Linked DNA regions of Capra hircus: region 1 is linked to region 2. The links are chromatin contacts, called in public Hi-C maps. All regions are on one chromosome and are shown on one strand. Each heading gives the region's core, a stretch centred on a gene start, on an enhancer-like site or on the middle of the called end of the contact. The rest is flanking DNA. Distances are from core to core; before and after follow the strand shown. Region 1 overlaps PRKAR2A (cAMP-dependent protein kinase type II-alpha regulatory subunit). Region 2 holds the start of CCDC71 (coiled-coil domain-containing protein 71).

The links. Hi-C and Micro-C count contacts between places; a contact is called where the count stands out from the background.
Region 1: a Hi-C map of blood shows a contact between it and region 2, with 3 times the contacts expected there. The contact joins the enhancer-like site here to the promoter of CCDC71 in region 2. A contact is called at or near these places in 2 of 5 Hi-C or Micro-C datasets (both in blood).

Annotation. Positions count from the first base shown.
Region 1 is chr22:51,188,696-51,196,397 of ARS1.2, reverse strand. The region is part of intron 2 of PRKAR2A (cAMP-dependent protein kinase type II-alpha regulatory subunit); the gene reads right to left. Among named protein-coding and RNA genes, the nearest start is that of PRKAR2A, 29 kb to the right of the region's middle. Within about 2 kb of position 3,632, at least 3 of the 5 cell types and tissues checked have an H3K27ac peak or open chromatin away from gene starts, as enhancers often do.
Region 2 is chr22:50,932,635-50,940,525 of ARS1.2, reverse strand. CCDC71 (coiled-coil domain-containing protein 71) reads right to left here and starts at 3,333. Exons shown (of 2, transcript XM_018066639.1): 1 at 3,229-3,333; 2 at 1-1,231. The coding sequence starts at 1,179. It overlaps KLHDC8B (kelch domain-containing protein 8B), which reads left to right and starts at 6,332. Exons shown (of 6, transcript XM_018066637.1): 1 at 6,332-6,776; 2 at 7,707-7,891. The coding sequence starts at 7,841.

The sequences.
Region 1 (7,702 bases), core at 2,383-4,882, 260 kb before region 2:
TTTTTCACTGGAAAAAAGGGGAATATTAATACAAATACAGAACACAAGATGAGTTAGAATTGGAGATGCAATACAAGTCATGCTTTTAAAATCTTACCCTTAGGGATGACAATAGTAGACACAATGAATTATGTAATGAATAAAAAAGTTAGTTTACTCATAAACTATTTTGTCAGGAATGTCTAGATGTGATCACTGGCGTTACCCAGAAAGCTACAAACCTGTTCCTTCCTCACAAGAGCTTTAGTATACGTCATTACAGCTAAGGAAAAGTTTTTCTTCTAAAAAATCCTCAATTATTTGCAATAACTGTGTGACCTGGCTTGGTTTACTTCAAATCTCCACCTTCTCTTCTGCACACTGGAGCTAACAGTAGCAATTCCCCTCTGAAGACTGTTGTAAGGTTTCAAGTAAACAAGCGCGGGGCACACGGTAAGGAGGCAGTAAATGCCAACTCGTTGAACTACTGCTATTATCACGTTTCATTTGTTCTGGTTTTCTGGAACTTTAATTGCCATTATCTTGGTTCTTTTCTCTATCCGAGCTCTTTCAACAACTGTCCTCTCTTCAAGGCTGTCTTGTATTACAGATTTTGCCCTTAAAATTTTTACTTCTCTTGCCCTCTCATGCAACTATGCCAAAGCCTTTGACTGAGTGGATCACAACAAACTGTGGAAAATTCTTAAAGAAATGGGAATACCAGACCACCTGAACCTGCGTCCTGAGAAATCTGTACGCAGATCAAGAAGCAACAGTTAGAACCGGACATGGAACAACAGACTGGTTCCAAATTGGGAAAGGAATATGTCAAGGCTGTATATTGTCACCCTGGTTATTTAACTTATACGCATATGCAGAGTACATCATGCAAAATGCTGGGGTGGATGAAGCAAAGCTAGAATCAAGATTGCTGGGAGAAATACCAATAACCTCAGATATACAGATGATACTACCCTTATGGCAAAAAGTGAAGAGGAACTACAGAGCCTCTTGATAAAAGTGAAAGAGGAGAAGTGAAAAAGCTGGCTTAAAATTCAACATTAAAAAACTAAGATTATGGCATCTGGACCCATCACTTCATGGCAAACAGATGGATAAATCATGGAAACAGCAACAGACTTTATTTTCTTGGGCTCCAAAATCACTGCAGATGGTGACTGCAGCCATGAAATTAAAAGATGCTTGCTTCTTGGAAGAAGAGTTATGACCAACCTAGACAGCATATTAAAAAGCAGAGACATTACTTTGCTGACAAATGTCCATCTAGTCAAAGCTATGGTTTTTCCAAAAGCTATGGTTTTTCCAGTAGTCACGTATGGATGTAAGAGTTGGACCATAAAGAAAGCTGAGTGCCGAAGAATTAATGCTTTGGAACTGTGGTGTTGGAGAAGACTCTTGAGAGTCCCTCAGACTGCAAGATCAAATCAAATCAATCCTAAAGGAAATCAACCCTGAATACTCATTGGGAGGACTGATGCTGAAGCTGAAGGTCCAATACTTTGGCCACCTGATGTGAAGAACTGACTCACTAGAAAAGACCCTGATGCTGGGAAAGACTGAAAGAAGAAGGGGACAACAGAGGACAGATATGGTTGGATAGTATCACCAAATCAATGGACATAAGTCTGAACAAACTCCAGGAAATGGTGAAGGACAAGGAAGCCTGTCGTGCTGCAGTCTATGGGGTCGCAAAGAGTCAGACATGACTGAGCAACTGAACAACAAATTAGCATTCTGTAGTGGACCCTTCTAATCTTCATTCTTCTTATATCCTTAATCCACCAAGTTCATTTACAAGCCTTATAATGTTTGTTAGGGTTTACGTCTTATTTGTGAGCAGGTAAGGAATATAACTGGTTCTTGACCCTACACTCCATTCTTCTGTATGATGGCTAAAAATCTCTATGTATCTACAATGAAGGGATGAGATGATACATACCACTCTCAATCCCTGATTTCTTAGAGACATTTACTCCCTGCAGTGCTGGTCTAGCTGCCCTCCAGCTTCCTCCTTCCCACTGATTTTCTGAACTAATGGAATACCTGAGAAACGGTGACTCCCCACATGACCTGTAGACAGGACGCCCTTTCTTGTCCAGCCTATAGGTGTGGGCCATGCCTTCTGTGCTGCACTGCCATTAATTCTCTGCCTAATAGGAAACCAGGATCCTTAAAGAGACGGAGAAAAACTCGGGAGAAGGGAGTAAGAGAACAGACATCATTCTAATTCCTAAAACAGCATCAGGTAATGTTCTGTATAGAGCGCTGCCCAATCCCTGGTAGCACAGGCTTTTGGAGCTGAGCCAGGTAAGGGATGGAATATAATGATTCCTTATCTTTCACCAAGCCGTTCTTGTCTCCACAAGGAAACAAGTTCATCTTAGGTCTGTCCTAAAGATTAAGGCAGACACCTTCCTGAGTTCTTAGATGTTACTGCTGTCACTTTTCACATTTTCATAGGTATTTGGGTAGGGGGTTGAGGAAGCTGTTTTGAAGGCAGCTCATCAGATACTATGTTAAACTGCAAACTTCTTGGTTCTCTGTGCTCTTGATTAATGCTGTCATTGTCAGCCCAGTTTTCTAAACTAGAAATTTGGAACTCACTATTACTGCCTTCTTTCCACCTGTTACCCAAATTTGTTACATCAAATTCTGCCTCAGAAATATTCTCATACTTGACCTTTATTCCATCTACCCTGTTACTCCTTGGTCCAGGATTTCAAAATGTCTTCTTTGAAAAATGCATTTAAAAAACCCTCATTTGGGAAACAGGTGGGTACATGGGGATTATTATACTTTCTCTACTTTTGCATATGTATGGAAATTTTTCATTTAAAAAGTTGAAAATAATAAGTCTTTTAATGATGAGACTGACAGGATTTTACTGATAATGACACTTAGTCTTGAGCTCGCTTATTTTCAGGCTTGCTCTTCTTCTGATTTTGGAGGAAAGTACTGTAGCACTTAGCTCATTTTTGTATTTTTAGACATTAATGTAACTGAGGCAACAAATGTTACATCCTGAAGTCTTAAGACACAGCACTATGATTTAAACAAAAGCAATTATTTTCATTAAAATCATTAATGTTTCCTATTTGTGAAAAATGGAGAAGGAAGTAGGAACCCACTCCAGAATTCTTGCCCGGGAAATCCCGTGGACAGAGAAATTGGTGGGCTACAGTCTATGGGGTCGCAAAGAGTTGGATACGACTGAGTACACAGACATTAGTAGAAAAACAGTGTATCTTTATTTTTTTTAATTGGTTTGGATGTTTTCGCTTTTCTTTTTGAACACCAGACAGCTCCTTTTTCTTCTTCCTCTGTTTACCTCAACCTCTCTACTTCTTCCTGATCCTGATCCCAAATTACTTTTCTCATTTTCTATGTAAAAATCTATTCTTAGGTCTCTGTGATTGCTGTCCCTTATGGCTCTAAATATCAGGAAGCTTATCTCAGTGTAAAAGTTACCTGGGGAGTCCCAGCGTCAGTGTGATCCTCTCTGCAGCCTCAAGAACTACACTGAATGTCCTGAGATGCTCAAGACCTGCTGAAGACAAAGGCTAAAAGAACAGCACAGCCCCTCACTTGAGGGAGTCAATGTTGCCCCCACTGTCCAGCAGATGTCACTAGTTAGTAACAGGGAACTGTATAAAGGAACAATAGATCAGCCAGCATTACTTCCTCCTCTAGGTTTTAACGGCTGCTTTCTTCATCCAGAAATGTGAATCACTAAAATGTACTTGTGAGAGAAAACCCCTTCATTTCTACCAGGCCTGGTCACTGGCTTCAGGCCCTGCGCTGTCCTGCTGGTTCCCGTGAAGAGTTGATACAGCCTGGTATATGAGAGAGCTAGGGTTGCCATAACAAAACACTACAGACTGGGTGCCTTTTTAAACAGCAGTAGTCTGTAAAATGAAAGGTTTTTGGTTTTTCTTTTTTAAGTTTTTAAAGTAACAGAATCAAACTGATATTTCAAGCTCAAGGACAGTCAATGCTAATCTAGGACAAATTCAAGAAATCTGCCTTTAAAGAATTTATGGACTGTCTTCCAACTGATGTATTCATTGCTTGATGTAGAGGGGCTGTTCTGCTAGAACGTAGGATTTGGAAGCTGCAGTTTCTCAATTCCAATACTTTGGAGGGGAGAGGCAGCATCAAAGAGGGGAAGGCCTCATCTCTGAAGCTACTCACACTACAGTCTGAGGGTGGATCCATTATTCCACACTATTTCTCTACGTCCCCAGTCCTTGGTCTCTTCAACGGTATGACGGTATAACAATCCTAGAACCATGTTAAAGGGTTAATAGTAGGAGGAGACATTTAAATACAAGGCCTGGCTCACAGGAGACACTCAACAACTGCGAGCTCTCCTCTGCTGCTTTACCTTCCAGGTTATTATTGAGTCAGACATCCTGAGAGCTGAATTCTCTTCTGCAGTGTCTGACAGAAGCACATGTATTCACACAAATAGTTTAGCTGAGATCCTTGGATCACATCAGGAGTCCATTCCCTAACTCTCTTTCCAGTTTATTTCATTAACTTTTTTTTTTTTTTCCGTTGGCTGCACCTCATTGGCACATGCAGATCTTCCCTGACCAGGGACTGAACCCATGCTCTCTGCAGTGGAAGCAGAGTCTTAACCACTGGACCGCCAGAGAAGCTCCTCCAATTTCATCTCCTCTCCTATGGCCAGAGCAGCTGGGTCCCGTTTATCCTCCTTCAAGGCTTCAGACATTCTTCTACCTGGAATGCATCCTTCTTGGTACTAGCCCAAGAATAACCATGTTTTTCAACTTCCAGTGCAATTTCTGCCTCCCTCCAAGAAGCGCTTCTTGATTTTTTTTCTGCCTACAATAATTTCTCTTCCTGATTCCTGATCCTTCCTGATCCGGCCATATTTACCAACACTGTTGCAAATGTTAACGATACACCAGTGAACAAAACAGATGAAATTCCCTGCCTGACTGGCATTTATACCCCTGCCTGACTGGCATTTATACCCTTGCATAGTGAACTAGATGGTAAATGGGATAAGTAAGTTAAAAGAGGAAGGGCACTAAGGAGAAAATAAAGTAGGGAGATAGGCTGTGTTTGTGTGCTGGGGAGGGGCAAGGATTTCAGATAGGCCTTACTTAAGGCCTGAGAAGGTATCCTTCACATGAGGGTCTGAAGAATGTGAGTGAGCAGTCCACACAGGTAGCTTTGGTGAGATATGGGAACAAAAGTCTGACTAGAATGGGCTCAAGAGAGAACAGAAGAGAACGGGAAGCATGTATGGACCACTCTTTGGAGAGGTTTTGCTATAAAGATAGGCAGAGAGAAAGAGTGGCAGCTGGAGAGGGAAGAGTGATTTGTAAAAGTTTCATTTTAAGAAGGGAGCACCAATGATATGCTGCTGAGAAAATCCAGCTGAAGGATGAAGATCATGCAGGATAAAGAGGAGGTAACTGCTGGAAGGATGAGGGTTGAGATCTAGTGTACAGGTGGACAAATGGACTCACAGGCAGGTGGGGAAGGACAGACGTGGGAGTCTATGGAAATTCTCTTCTATTATTTCTGTTTCTTTAGTTAAATTGAGAAGATTATCTGCTAGGAATAGGAGCGGGAGGAGGTGTTATAGGTTTGGGGAGAAAGAAGGTATGAAAGACTTACCTAGGAGAACAAGAGAGTGAAAGAAGTATAGAAACAGTATGACTGTGGTCACCAAGAGCGTACTAGAGGTTAATGATCATGAACTGAGGGTAAGATCAGTCAGCAAGGCTGTGTGTCTTTCCTCTACCAAGTACAGATGCGGTGCAGACACAGAATATGTGGGGAATGGGTTTAACCAGAGTGTGGCTTAGCCAAGCAAATAAAAAAGGAAAAGAGAACTGAGGGAAGTGGTTATAATCACTGATCAAGAAATTTAAGGTTAGTAAAGAGGAATTGAGAAAAAACGAAAAGGAGACAGATCAATGAGTTGTGAGAGCTGGAGGAGGACAGCACAGGAGCTGGCAGAAGACAGCGGGCAGCGGTGGGCGACCTGGAGCACTGACTGAGAATACGGAGAGTTGTGATGCTGGTCCTACCACAGCACAACCACAGCAGTGAGTAGCTGAAGCAGGTGGAAGACCACAACCCTGGAGAAGAAGAGGTCAAGGAATGGAAGGACCAGACGCTGAGAGGATTCTTTATGTAGAAATGAGAACGAACCTGGAGTTATTAGAGGACTAAAACAAGGAGGGGGTGGCTGGGAGAATATAATGTGAGGCTTGAGGCTGAGGGGTTTAGGGAGAAGAGAGAGAGGTCTAGAAGCAACGCGGATCAACAGAGACATCCACACATCTGCCATCAGTGTTACAAGGAAAGGGAAAGAGAAGTGAGGCTTGAGGGCAAGCCACGCTTTAGCTAGATCATGATGATGAAGACTGAACTGAGAGTATGGGCTAAGAAATTTACGGGATGTAGCTGAAGACTGAGCAAGAGTTCTAGTGGGTACAAGAATGGGTACTTGGGGATGGGACGGTTAGTACTTAGGCATTAAGCTATCTTTGGGCATTTTATCACCTTGACTGCTTCAAGTTGTGTAACCTCTGCTTTGCCCCAGTTTCCCCACCCGAATAATGGGGTAATCAGAGCATGTAACTCATAGTGTTAGTGTAAGGATTATATTCAACAACACAAGGCAGGCATTTAGGAAGACCTTAAAAATGTGTACTGAGTACACAGCCGGCACTCAAAAAACCATTAGCTCTTGCTAACAAGCTATTTTCTCTGCTGCATAATCATTTTTGGTTCCGTTAAGAATTCTTTATTTTCATTTAACATTTGAGTGATATTAACAAGTTTTAACTTTTCAATAAGACTGTAGGAGCTAAGGGTGAGGGATAATACCAAGCACTTGTCTGCGTTCTGCAGAGTTCGAGGACTGAACACACTGACAAAGAGCCTACGCAGCAATTCATCTGTGACCCTCTGTGACCTCTGGAGGAGGTGTCACTGCACTCTCCATTTCCCAGGCCTGTCCCACAGATGCAAACAGCTAATATTACGAAACTTTGGATAAAACGAGGTGCAGGGAAGAACAGAAATGGGAGATAGCAGCTCATAAGTCTCATACCAGCCTTAATTCCTACTCTATTTCTTCTCCATAAATGACTCTTTTTTTCTTTTTTAGCTGCACCTTGAGGCATAAGGGATCTTAGTCCCTTTTCACCCCCAATCAGGGATTAAACCAGTGCCCCCTGTAGTGACAGCTCAGTCCTAACCACTGGACCACAGGAAATTCCTGTCTCTGTAAATGACTTTTTATAGGAAACAACACATTCTTCCATCTCCTTTCAACAGACTTTGGTGTACAGTCTTAGCAAAAACTTTCTGAAAACATAAATGAGCAGATTCTCTCAAAGAAAAGGACTGTTAGAAAAGGGATTTGGAGCCTTACTAAATATTAGGTCACAGGACAATTTAAAATCAAGAAACTTTCCCCAAACAAGGGGATATGAAAGAATGACAGGACACATATAACTTGCATAGCAATTTTGAAACACATTAACATCCCAACTGTACGACCAAATAAAGTAGATATATCCAGAAGCTTAGCATTTTAATTATAAGAAAAACTTTCAGAAAACATATTTATCAGTTCTATGAAAAAATGGGGACCTTCTCAGCTTAAGAACAATCATGAAATAAAGAGAGATGTATATAGTCAATACAGATT
Region 2 (7,891 bases), core at 2,084-4,583:
CTCGGCCCTTTTCCTCTTCTGCCCTACAGTCTCAGGGCAGCTTTTCCGGCTCCTCCTTGCAGTCCTGCCCTGAGCAGACCCTTTTGGCCTGCCCCTGCCCCTGGCCTGGGTCCGAGCCACCTTTGCCTTGGCTCGGATGGCCTTGGCCCGCACGGCCTTGGCCTTGGCCCTGGTCTGCACTGCTTTGGCCTTGGCCCTGGCCCGCGCTGCTCTGGCCTTGATCCGAGCTGCCTTAGCCTTGGCCCTGGCCCGCACAGCCTTGGCTTTGGCCCGGGCCTGGGTGGCTGTGGCCTGTGTTTGAGCCACCTTGGCCTGGGCACGGGCAGCTTTGGCCTGAGCTGCTTTGGTGCCCAGAGCACCGCCATCTTTCATTCGTGGGCCACCAAGAGACCCAGTGATTTTGCAGGTCTTGCTCTGGTGCCCAGAGCCTTGTCGCGGTCCAGACCTGGGGCCTCTTCGAGCCAGACACTTAGGGCCCTTGCTTGTGGCTTTTCTGGGAGCTTTGAGCTGGGCATTCCCCAGCCTCTTCCCTGGACCTTTCCGCACCTTTAGGGGGGAGTCTGCAAGAGACAGCTGCAGTGATTGCGCCTTGGGTTTGGCGCCCAAGCAGGCCACAGGAGTTTTGAGGGGAACTAGGGCCTCAAGGACAACGGAGAGTCGCATGGCAGGGTAAACACCTGGGTAGAGGTGGGTGGGAAAGCCCACCGCCGCACCCTGGGCACGGCCGGCACTTGATTGCTTCAGGGAGCTCAGCAGCAGGTTGGTGGTAGCATGCTTGGCGAGGGCTGGGGTGGACGCTTTGGCCAGCCTGCCAGACAGTGGCATGGGGAGCAGCGTGGCCCGGCCCGCAGGCAGCCGCATGGCAGTTTGGGGAGCACTGGCTGGAGGTGATGTGGCAGCTGGGGTAGGGGCACGAGCCTGAAGTTTTGTCTGGCTTGGGGGGTTGGCTGTGCACGAACTATAGCCATAGACATCACCGCTGCGCAGGATGGTAGGCTGGAAGCCATCATCCCGCAGGCCCTGCAGGAAGGCCACAAGCTGGGCCTCAGTGGCACTGAGATCCTGGCTCATGGGGTTGAAGACAAGCAGCGCTTCCTCCAGGGCCTTCTTCCCCGCCGTGGAGATCCGTGACCAGGAGTGCACAGCTTTCTCCTCCACATGCTGCACCACCACGCTCATGGCATTAGGCACTGCAGGTCTGCCTGGGGATCCACAAATCAGCACCTGGCACCTCCAAGACAAGAGTAAGAGAGTCAAGAAGGGCACCACGATAGGGGCCAGGACAAGTAGACAGGTCAATCAGGGCCAGCATTCATAATAACAACCATGGACACAAAGGGGCCTGCTCAGAGTGAGACAAGCACTCCATGGAGCAAAACCTCAAGCTTCTCCACCTACCAAGGTAGAGTGTGTGCTGGGAGGTAGATGGTGAACTCATATGGGTCAGTTTCTTCAGGATACATGCCCATAATCAGAGCCATCCAACCTACTGCTGGGTCCCTGGAAAGATCTGAGTTTGGCCAAAATCCTAGTACTAGACTCAACACTGGGAATACAGGTAAATACCTCTGCCAGGAGCCCTGTACAGAAGACAAGATAGAGATACTCTTAAGGTCCTTGGGATGCACACTGGCATACAGCTCAGCTTGCCAACAGGAGGATTCCCGAGAGGAATACCCATGTGGCACGTGAGTGAAGAACATGAAAGGACCACGTGGAGATGGTACAAAAGGGGGAACAGCCAATGCAATGGCTCCAAAGTGAGAAAGAATAGGGCAAACCTGGTATGACTGGAATCTGTGGTCAGGGCTGGGAGGGTCAGCTGGAAAAACCAGTGAAAGCAGTGCAGCACAAGCTTTGAATGCTGCCTGAATGCCAGCCTAAGGGCCCAGACTTATACCCCAAATCCATGACCATTTCTGGCTTTCTGAGTTCCCAGCCAACTCAATCAGAGGTACAATTCCTAGCACTAGAGCCATGGAGAGCAACCCCAGAGAAAGAGCCAGCCTCTCCTTCAACAGAAAGGAAAAAGATGATGAGTAGCAGGTACTAATAAATTATCTCTAGACAATCAATGGACTTGAGTTTGAGCAAGCTTCTGAAGATGGTGAAGAACAGGGGAGCCTGGCGTGCTGCAGTCTCAAAGAGCTGGACACGACTGACTGACTGACTGAACAACTAGACAATCAGGCAGCCTAGGGCCAGGCAGCCAGACCAAAGCACAAAGTCTGACAGTGGGAGCCACAGACTCCAAGTAAGATGCTTAGTGGGCCCAAGAGAGCTGAGTGGTCCTAATTGAAGCTTAGAAATACAAAATTCGATACTGCCCATTTGGAGCTACTGGCAAGAATCAAGTTGTCCCAGGCTTCTCTGAAGAAGCTGCAGGCCGTCAATCAGGACTAATAATCTAGCCCAATCCGGCACTGAGGGGTCCCAGAGGCAGCTCCGCAGCTGCTCAGGAGCATTAAAAGATCAGCTGGGATCAGGCAGGTCCCTGGAGCCAGGAGGTGTCTCAGTGCAGCTTCCTCCTCCTCCCTAATAGATAGCAGAAGTTTTCAGAACTCCCTGGAGGAAGTGCCCTGGGGCTCTTTGTTTGGAAATATTCTTGGATCCTCAGGTGTCTCAGGCACTTCCCCTCTCCGGAGGCCATTCTCCAAGTACAGTCCTTGCACATGACTTTGGTTCTTTTATTATCCCACCCCCGCCCCGCCAAGGGCTGTAGTTCCCAGAACAGTGAACTACTGTACAATAAGGATGTTGGGGGTAAATTGGGGCTCTTCCGCCCAGGTTGGCCAGGGCCCTTGGGAGGGGTCTTCTGGGCTTTCCAAAAGGCTCCGGAAAACAGAAGCTGCAGCCCGACCCCTGACTTCTCAACTATCCCTGGGACCGGCAGAGGAAACTGACAAATGCGGGACGAGAGCAGCCCTATCCAAGTGGAACCGGGGTAGGGAAGATCAGGGCCCTCAGGCTGGGAGTCCGCGTTCCTGGTGCCCAAGCCGAGAGTTGGCGCGAGGGACCTTGGAGGCAGCGAAATGTACTAGCAGGCAGTGGGAGCCTGACCGGGTCTCACAGCCCCAGGGTGGGGTCTCTGGGCACGGGGTGGGGGGGGTGTCTCATCCCGGTCGGCGGAGGGCGCTGGTCCCGAAAGAGCCGGCCATCCGGCCCACCGCCCTGCCGCCTCGCGGACGGCCCCTCCGCGGCGTGGCTAGGCCCACGGCCCCAACCTACCGGCGACGCCGCGGGGACCCAGGACGCGCCTCTGCGCCGCCTTCGTTGATCCAACATGGCCGCCTGCTGCGCACCGGAAGTCAAAGCGCTTCCGCTTCCGGGACCTGGCCCGCCCTAATGACCCTTGACCCCCCGAGACCCCGTTTCCCCCAAAGTCTAGGGGCCGGACAAGTAGGAACCAGAGACGACTTCCTGGAGGAGGTAGCAGCAGGGACCGCTCTAAACCTTTGGGAGCCTGTGCAGGAGTGTGAGGGGCAGAGGTGCTTTTAGAAGCCTATGGGCAGTCACAGAGGGTGTCTGGATGCTTCATCTGGGCACTGGTTAATAGCCCTCCTCATTCCCCATAAAATCCCAGGATCCTCTGGCTACTCTACGTTTCTCTGCCTATACAGAGGGGTCTGGGCAACCCTAAAGAGAAAAACACTCCACCCTAGGCCTAACCTTGTGCCCCTAAGCACCTCACGGCCTCACCCCTGGTGGTTGGGGGTCTTTTGTGCCTTTAAGCATAGCCAAGATATCCAGCAGGAAATGCAAACTCTCCTGCTCCTCTAGTCAATGCTTCTGGTCCCCTTGTGTTGGTAAAGAGAAGAGAACTGTGGGCTCTCAAAGGCCAGGGTCTCAGAGGGTGCAATCAGGAAGTCCCACCTTAGCACTCTCAGTCCCCAGCAGTGGGTGAGCCCCATTTCTGCCCCATCCATGGTTGAGAATTAACTGTTCATTCTTAGGACCAATTCAGCCTCACCTTCTGCCCAAGTTCTCTTCCACAGCTTCTCCAAAGCCAGCAGTGTTGCCCTCTGTATGCAAGTGGGGCCAAGCCTGTATAAACAGAATCCAATTCCATGAAGAAGCAGAGCCCAGCCTCCAGGGATGGCATGGGCCTAGATGTGTCCCGAAAAGAGGATACATCTCTAGTGATGTCCAATCTAGAAGTCAATGCAAAATGGAGAACAAAAAAGGGTAGGTCCATCCCCAGTCTGTATCCCTTCCAGACATTAGAACTAGGGGAATGGTATGGCTGAGGGAAAGTGGTCTGAGGTATCTAGTTCTCTGAGGGGAGGCTGATCCTTCTGCCTCTTGGCACCCAATATATCTGGGATGGAACTCTCTGGGATCATTCATCAGGACCAAGTCTGACTTGACCTGGACTCTGGTGGATGCTGACTGGGATCAGATGAGATGAGGCTGAAGAGACCTCAGGGTGATCCCAGGATCCAGCCCTTGCTTTCCACTTGGCATCTTTTAAATATTTATTTGGCTGTGTCAGGTCTTAGTTGTGTCTCAGTTGTGTAGCTGTGTCATGCTTTTGTTGTGGCGCATGGACTCTCTAGTTATGGCACATGGGCTTAGTTGCTCTGAGGCATGTGGGATCTTAGTACCCTGAGCAGTGACTGAACCTGTATTCCTTGCTTTGCAAGGCAGATTCTTAACCTATGGACCACGAGAGAAGTCCCTCCATTTGGCATCTTTTCTAGCCCTGAGTGATGGACCCTAGACCCGTATCCACCAAAGCAGAGATCTGGTGAAGATCTAGATGCGAAGGAGGCCAGTGGTCTTGAAGGGATCACCCCAGGAGGGAGTCTATGTGCCAAGGAGGAAAGCTAAGGCTGGGTCTTGAGGAGCCGCTTCCTAGGATGGGAGAGGAAGCAGGGCCTGTAAAAGACTGAGAGGCAGGACAAGCAACAGGAGAAAGCCAGGGTCACAAGGGGTGAAGCTTTGAAGATGCCAGCAAAATTTCAGTTAAGAAAACGATCACAGTGCCCCTCCCCCATTTTTTATGGTGTGCCATGGTGACTTTGGCAAGACCAAGTTTTGAGGAGCAGTGGTAGTAGATGTAAGGTTGGCATTAAGGCAGTGGAACCTGTAAGAGAAGATGACTTCAAGAGTTTAATTGTAAGGAAGGGGACACTGGAGGGACTTCAGGTGCTGGGAGGGAGCTAAAGGTAGGATGCTTTTATGTGCTTAATTGCTGGCCAGGAGAGGGGGAAGAGGCCTGGAAAGGGAATAGTGAGAAATGTGAGAGGGTGTGCAGGACAGTGTGAATACTCTAAGGAGGAAGGTACCAGTGGTTTGAGTGAGGAGCATGTTGAGAGAATGGAGTGGGAGGATGGAAGCCTTCTAGCCAGGATCTGCAACCAGGCTTGGCACCATTTCCCTGCCGGCCCTCTAACTCCATCTGCCAGGCCCTGAAAGGGACTGAAGACTCTCTGGTCATGGAGAAGGCAGGCTAAGGTATTCATGCCCCGGAGCTCCTCTCAGCCCATTTCTGATGGAGGTGTGAGAATCAGTACCTTAGCAACCCTTGCTCTGATTGGAATAGTAATGTGAGGCCCATGTTCTGTGCTGGCTCCCAGAGTCCCCAGCAGGATTTGGTCCCTGCTGCCCACAGTGGGAACTTGCTTGACACACCCTTAATTGGCTGGTTTCCCTGTCTTCTTGCCACTTCTCTGCTGGTGCTTCTTGTCCTCATTTCCCACATTAACTGCACCTGTGTCTCAGTCTCCAGGTGTGCTTCTGGCGAACATGAGGCAGACTGTCTATAAAATAGGGACAGGATGGTAGCAAGCACAAACATCCATGAGGACCTCTGCTCTTAGGTGACCACTGACCTGTACAAATGGGCTCCAGCTCACAGACTCAGCCAGTACTCTTAAGACTGAGAAGATAGGATGAGCCAGGGTCTGGGTCTAAGGTAGGTCGGCCTCTGTCACAGCAACTTGCTTTGGCCTGACCCCCGAGTTGGCTAGAGGCAGGCACAGGACCGTGAGGATGGACAGTCACAAACTGCCTTAGGCCCCACGGGATAAACCCAGAGTGACCTGCCTGGGAGGTCCGTGGCCTCTGACTCCATCCTTTGCTCAGTTACACTCCCCCACACAAACTGTCCCCACCCAGACCTGTGGAAGGGCCTGTCAAGTACTGAGGCTGGCACCTTCTGCTCCTCCACCCACGGCTAGCCTGGATGTGCATCACACAACCTCTTCTGTGCCCTGTCGGAGCTTGGGGAAGGGAGACCCAGCCATTGCCCCCGCCAAACGCCCAGGCCTTTCCCTAAGAGGCCTCAAGGGGGCGCCGCCGCAAAGCCGGTCGTGGGCTCTTGAGAGCGCAGTAGCGGTGGGCGGGCGCCCGCTCCCTAATTCCCCAGGTTCTCCTGGTCCGGCCCTTAGCGGGTGCTCCCAGGCTGGGTCCCGCTCAGAACCGCCCGCATCCTACACTGTCGTGAGGCCCATCGCCGCTTCCTTTCTCCCCGCTGCCCGAGGTCGGACCCCAAATCCAGGCCCAGTGTCCACGTGTCCGTCTGTCTGTTCACCCGTGTGCCGGTGACCCTAGGTCGGTGCGCCCTGCTCCGGCCACGGCAGGTGCAGGGTTAAAGCAGGGGGAAGGGTTTCCCGAGTCGGGAGGGGGGGCGAGGGGCGGACCCCGTCCAGCCCCGCCCCGCGCCGGAGCAGAGTCTGAGCCCCGCCGGAGCCCGGCCTCAGCCCCAGCTAGAGCCGGCACCAGCGGAGCCAGAGCCGTGGACCCTGCGCCCGGCGACGCCGGAGCCCGGGCCGGTGAGTCCCGCGGGAGCCGCGCTCAGGGGAAGTTTGGGGCGCGCGATGTAGAGCCCCAAGCACGCTCGTCAGGACCCGCCTCCCTTTCCCCCCACCCCCCGCCCGCCCCCGTTACCCGAGCTGGAAGTTTGGGGCCAGGAGGCCCTGGCGCCGGGGGTCCTAGGAATATGGCCCCCCTTGGGAAAAGAGAAGCCTGGGAACTTGGGAATCTGCTGTAAAGTCAGCTATCCATTCCTGCTGGCAACGCCCTGGACTCTGGGAACCTAGAGTCCAGGGCTCCTAGGTTCCCCAAATCACCCTCCTCCCCTTTCCGGACATCAGGTCACCAGGGACGGGGCAGGGGCAGACCCCTGAGGATAGACCTTGAGGCGAAATGTGGGACTCTGGCCTCCAGCCCCTCCCCTCCCGGTTCCAGCACCCTGATCTTGGTCTTTTGCTGAGGAATGGATGGACTCTATGGGATGATTCCCAAACGGGATGTAAGGATACCCTGGAGTCTGATCTTCGGCAGTAGGTGGGAGACCCCAGTGGCTGTCCAGAGCACCCTGGAAGCCAGTAAGGGGGAGGGTCCAGTCTAACTCCACCGATGCAGAGCACCAGGGTGTGGACTGTTGAGGGGAAGGGAGCGGGGCTAGTGTGGAAAGTCCTACCCTAGTTACCTTACCTCCCACCTAGACCTAGATTCAACCAGGGAGCAGCTAGGTGAGGGCAAGGTATGGGAGGAGAGTTCCTCAAGCCCCAGAGGAAGTGGGGAAATTGCCTGGGTAACTGGGAGACTGCCCTTGTTCCCACTCCAGGAGGGAATCCACATCAGTGTGCTAGCCAGTGGGGGTGGGTCTTCCCTCTGCTTTTCCCACCAGCAGTTTGGGGCCAGAGTGCTCCTCAGTATCCTATCAGGCTCTGACTCTTCATTTTCCATCTCTTCTGTAGGTGAAGACCAAGTCCCTGGACTGGCCCCTCACTCCCTTATAGCCCCTGTAGAGTCAAGATGAGGCCCCATCATGCCCTTCACTGAGGCCTGCAGCCTGAGCAGACAGCATGGCCTGCCACTGTAGGTGAACACCATGGCTACAGGAGGAGGCCGGGCCTTTGCTTGGCAGGTGTTCCCACCCATG